Linked DNA regions of Mus musculus: region 2 is linked to region 1. A link is a contact called in public Hi-C data. All regions are on one chromosome and are shown on one strand. The core of a region is the stretch at or near the end of the contact, and the rest is flanking DNA. Distances in the headings are between cores, read along the strand shown. Region 1 overlaps Fam117a (family with sequence similarity 117, member A). Region 2 overlaps Zfp652 (zinc finger protein 652).

Region 1 (2,700 bases), core at 98-2,597:
GGCATTTACCTCTTTTCGGTGGTCTGTGCTGCCCCACGATGCTGACCGCTTGTGCATGCAGAAGCTGGCCCGCTCACCTTCTGGTTCTTGCCAGGACAGGGGTGTCTGTAGAAAGACATACAGTAAGTAAGATAGACAGCTCCACTGGCAGGAAACAGCTGGTCAGTTTCCTGAATAGAGGTGGTGGCCTGTACAGCCTCCTCACATCTGTTCATCAACCTCATGGACACACCCAGCCCACTTTATCCTTTCGGGCAAGAGAAGCATGTGTGTGGCCTCATCCCGATCTTTACTCTCCAGGAAACTGTCCCCAAGGCCCAACAGTGCTGCCTCCTCTCTCTTTTATTATTTATTTATTTATTTATTTTGGTTTTTCGAGACAGGGTTTCTCTGTATAGCTCTGGCTGTCCTGGAACTCACTTTGTAGACCAGGCTGGCCTCGAACTCAGAAATCTGCCTGCCTCTGCCTCCCAAGTGCTGGGATTAAAGGCATGCACCACCACGCCCGGCTCTTTTATTTTTTTTATTGAATGTTTGGTACTGGGGATGGAACCCAGGGCCTTGAAAATGCTAGGCAAGTGTTCTATGACTGAGCTACATCAGCCCTTCCTTATCCCTTTTTCAAACCTATGTTATAGTCAGTCTGGATACACTCCCATGGTGAGGCCAAGTGCTGTCCCTCTCCCAGGAAGTTTCAAAGAGTCCTGTATCTTTTATTCTCTCCCCATGAATCCAGGTAAGGCCAGGTGCCTGGGAACCCGGGGAAAACAAGTGATCATACAGGATCCCAAAGAGGAAACAGGAGAAAGGTCTCCATGGGTGCCTCAGGATGAAGCAGGTGGCAACTGTTTAATGCCATGATGCAAGCTTGTGTCATCACATAGGCAGAGTGTCAGGGATGCCAAAGTCCTCCAGCACAGGCAGGGGAAGACCGTTTCAGAATTCTGAATCCAGCACTGATTCTTGGTCTGTTCATGCCTCGTGCCTCCTCCCCGTGGTCCTTCTTTGTTCCTTGTGGGGAAGAACATTCCATGTGCTCCCTTCCCTCTGCTGCACGAAGACAGGGGACCCAAGATGGTAGTGGAGGAGCCTCCACTAAAAGAGGAAGTTACTGGCTCCAAGCATGAAGCTCAAGAGGCGCAGAGCCTTCCCCATCACCAACATCCTATTTCCATTCCAAGGGAGTGGCGAAGGGGAGTGCTCTAGTGGGACCAGCTCCTCTCTGACTACTATGCACAAGCTGCCAAAAACACAGGGCCTGGGAACCGGCTCCTCTAAGAGATCTGCTGACCTCCCCCGAGAGGCTGCTGTACACAGAGAGAGGGGGAGGATCAGGGGAAAACAAGACTCCTCACCACCCAACAGCTGCTAAGAGGAGCTCGCAGGGCAAGTCTGAGCCAGGATTGTGAGAACAGACTGCCTGGTGCGACAGCTGCACGTGGAGAAGCCGCTGCAGACTGAGCTTCTGGCCCTTCCTGTCTGCAGCTGCCCGCAAGCAGGACCTTTCCCAGGCCGTGGACCACAGCCAGGGTGAGACCACTGGCAGCCCCAGGGAGTGCATCCTCAGGTCCATTCCCAGCCTTCTTCCTTTATGAAAAGAGCAGCCAGGAATGCAGCCATGTACCCCAAAGCCCTCAGGTGACACTGGCTCTCACAGTCTCTAGAAACCAAGTAGCTGATCTCCTTCCAAATGCCTGGCTCTCTAACTCAGTCTATCAGACCTCAGAAGAGCTACACCAGCTGACAGGGAGAACATAGCCTATCTCCCCATCAGCTACTAGGACTCTGCAGTAACACGCATGTCCTCCTCTGCTCATGTGCCTAGACCAAGCTTGCAGATCACCAGTGCTGCCAGTAGAGTTGAGTCCTACACATCTCTGTCACCTCTGGAAAAGGAGCAAAGACCACAGAGGAGAGATGGCAAAACCTAAGAGGATGATGTTCCCTCCTCACCACTGAAGATACCGGGCTCACAAGTGGGTGGTGAAAGACAAGAAGGATGCTGGGTCAGGTTGCAACTGGCTACTAACACCTCTACATGTGTCTCAGCTACCTCCTCCTAGGAGCTGTGAAGGAGTACAGGGAGATGTAGACTGGTACAGGAGTGGAAGAAAGATGAGGAAACCATAGGAGTTGGTATCATCTCCTTTCCTAATCCATTTCCGACCTCTCCTGAGCAACATCTTCCTACAAACTACTGCGTACTCTCTGTACATGTGATGCTGACGCCATCACTTTATCTCAGCATCCACCACCTGCCCATGGAAATCATCACCCCATCCCTCAACCCAGACAAACTCATCTCTCTCCCTTCTACGATGGGCGAGCCTTACTGCCAATCCCTGCCTTGCCAGAGTGTTCTTGTGAGAGAGAGGCTGAAGGAGCCGGTGCATACAGAGGATAAAGCCATGTGACCACTAAAGCAGAGGCTAGAGCAAGGTGCTATGAGCTAAGAGAAGCCAACCACTACTGAAAGCTGTTTACAGGCTGGTGTGAGTACTGTCAAGCCGGGCAGGTACAAAGGTCCAGCTTTCTGCCTTTCTAGCTGCAGTGGATATGTCAAGTGGGGGAAATGTACCCCAGATTGCTCAGGATCCTCCTTTCTGAGCCTCACTACAAAGGCCTTGGTCATGGTCTCCTTGGGGAACAGTAAAGTCACAGCTAAGATCTACTTCAAGGAGGTCACCAGGATAGAGTCAG
Region 2 (2,700 bases), core at 22-2,521, 400 kb before region 1:
CAGCTCTTCCCCAAGTACACTGTCAACCCTGAGTCTGAGTCTTCAGCACGTGACAGCTGAGGTACCTGCATGTTTAAGGCGTGACCCTGTGGTTTCTGACTCCGAAGCATTTCTGTATAGATCTCATTATACATATGCCCATTAGTCGTACACTTTTGAGAGCCATTTTTTAGAGCAGGCTTCTCAAGTCAGGGAAGATAAACTTCTCTAGAAAAAAAAAATATATTGCCATTTCTACACTGTTTCACATTTGAGTAAGAATGACAGAGTGTGGTAGGCCTAAGTCACTATTTTAAATTCTTTTTTCTGCTTCTGTTAAGGATAGTGATGCTTACTGACTCGCTATTGGGTTTCCTATGTAGAGGACAGTTTCTTATGGCTATAGTCATTTGAATAAAGTCAGAACTGACAACCTGAATTTTTCAATGAATATTCATAGTATAACCATCAAATGGTTGTAATTCAACAGCCTCAAGACTAGAATTCAGAATGTCTGCCTCATATTGTAAAAGCATTTAGTATAAAATAAGGTATAACCAATTATTAACTTAGCTACAAATTATACCTTTTTTGATAAAAATACTTGAATATTATAGGTTTAGCCGTGAGATATGGATCTGTCTACATGGAAGGTGGATTTGCAGACTTCCCATAAGCTGCAGAGGAGACTGTGGAGGTAAATGGGGTAGGGGTGACTTCTAAGTCACGACATTCAGAAAAGGAACCTGCTTCCTTGTTTGCCTCGGGTTTGTGAGGGCTGCAAGAATGCATGCAAATATTACAAATACCATTCATTAAAATTCATAGCTAGAAGCTGGAGGGAAAGTGTGTCCTGAGAGACTTTCCTGACTCCACACACAATGTTTCCTATGTTTACAGAAGACAAGGGCAAAACTGGAGAAAAATCTAGAAATAGTAAACCAAAAAAACTAATTTAGAGTATGATACTTTAAAAGCAGGAACCTAACCTCAGTCCAGAGTCCGTGTGTCCCCACTGCAGAGTTAAGTAGCCAGGAAAAAGTGCACAACGCATAACTGCACATTTAATATCAAAGATAAATAAATAACAGCTAAGGGTCTGATTTAAGAGCCTGAGGATAGAGAGACGAGGAGGAGAGAGGTGGGAGGCAGAGGCCATTCTTGGAACTCAGCCTCTGAGAAGAGCAGCACAGAATGCGTAGGAGCTGTGCCGTGCACACCTGTCAGCTGACTGAAACCACCATGTTAGCCCTTCTCTCTGGCCTTCCGTATATCCACTCCAGGGTGACCACGCTCTGTTTAAGTTCCCCAAATGTTGACCGAGTAAGCTGCCGCTCGAGAGACAAGGGCACTGTTCCTTCCTCACCTAAGATGCTGCGGTCTCCCTCCTCTGGAGAGGGCAGGCAACAGTATTGGGGGTTTCCTCTCACTACATTTTTAATGGCAGATACCAGTCAGTGTGGACATCCACGTTTTAGAGACTGCAGGCATCTTAAAACTTAAAAGTCAACTTGCCTTCCCATCCACATTTCTTGGTCACTACCAGCAATTACGTTTGTGATTTCAGTTCACCCTATTAGCTTCTTCTAACACTCTTGGAAAACACAGGAGCCTCAAAGTAAGAGATTCCAATCCATCTTCCCCTAACAGCTGCGCACAACACAGTTTCTAAGAAAGTGAGAAACAGACGTGATCCAAGGAAACGACCTCCGTCACTTTCTCCCGAGGGCATTCACAAATGTCATTCACATTTGCAAGCCCCGCTAACTCTGAGTGACCCCATTCCCTCACACCACCCCACTGAATCCATAGAGTACTCAAAGGGACACCAACACTGGCTGTGTCAGTGAGCCCAATGGACTGAATGCCCAGCAGAGACATCCAATTCATTGACTAACTTTGTACTGAACCTTGCTTTTGTACCTGGTCTGGTGACCCGCTCAGATACATCCAGTCACAGAAGCACCTTTGAGTTGTATGGATGTAAGAATAGTTGAGATAGAAGTTATTATATGCATCTTTGAGAATCACATTTTGATGATTATAAAAATTTATCTATTTTACAACATGGGTTTAGCTACACTGAAAAAATTACACAGCTTATTGAAATACATCTCATTTTAGAAACAGACTACTAAAGTCTATACAAAAACTCTAAAATAATTTCTGTAGTAAAATAAAGAGTGTGTTAAAAGAGCTACACAAAGAAGAAAATTCCCATCTTCTCTATAATGCTTGATATTGTGTGAAACGCAGCCAGCTCGACTCTGCAGCCAGCACCAAAAGCTGAACCGAATTCATTGCAGTACACAGTGATATAGTTAATGCTCTGGACTAACCTCACAGCCTTCCCGATCAGTATAAAGGAAACAGGCCCACCCCTCTCTGAGGAGAAGACCGAGATATAAAAGCAAGCATACCTCATCCGCTGATATGAAATTATAAAATCCCACAGTCACAGTATCTGAAATTTATAAAAGTCATCAGAAAATGCAAGCAAATTGGGCTTTAGTTCGGTGGTTCCCCTGGTTTCAAGGGCAGTCGTCGTCTTCACTCCGTCAGGCCAGTCTGAGGGCTCACCAGGACAACGGTGAAGGCCCTGAAGGAGGCCGTGGAGTCAGGCAGACCCCAGAGAAGTACGGCTGCGTCCCTTCTGCCAGCTCACCGTGGGGACGGCACTGGCTAGGGCTAATGGTGCTGGGCGGGGGCCGCACTGTTCTT

The links. Hi-C and Micro-C count contacts between places; a contact is called where the count stands out from the background.
Region 2: a contact with region 1 is called in a Hi-C map of uterus, with 6 times the contacts expected there. The contact joins two enhancer-like sites. A contact is called at or near these places in 3 of 39 promoter capture datasets (liver and second pharyngeal arch cranial neural crest), 5 of 484 Hi-C or Micro-C datasets (cerebellum, embryonic stem cells, nephron progenitors and 2 more) and 1 of 115 datasets of contacts at active chromatin or transcription factors (embryonic stem cells).

The regions. Positions count from the first base shown.
Region 1 is chr11:95,368,843-95,371,542 of GRCm38.p6, reverse strand. It overlaps Fam117a (family with sequence similarity 117, member A), which reads right to left. Exons shown (of 8, transcript NM_172543.4): 3 at 10-105. Among named protein-coding and RNA genes, the nearest start is that of Slc35b1, 15 kb to the left of the region's middle. Within about 2 kb of position 1,347, at least 48 of the 459 cell types and tissues checked have an H3K27ac peak or open chromatin away from gene starts, as enhancers often do. A contact at or near this core is called in uterus, where this site is marked.
Region 2 is chr11:95,764,027-95,766,726 of GRCm38.p6, reverse strand. It overlaps Zfp652 (zinc finger protein 652), which reads right to left. Exons shown (of 5, transcript NM_201609.2): 5 at 2,012-2,700. The coding sequence ends at 2,668. Among named protein-coding and RNA genes, the nearest start is that of Gm38957, 11 kb to the left of the region's middle. Within about 2 kb of position 1,271, at least 9 of the 459 cell types and tissues checked have an H3K27ac peak or open chromatin away from gene starts, as enhancers often do. A contact at or near this core is called in uterus, where this site is marked.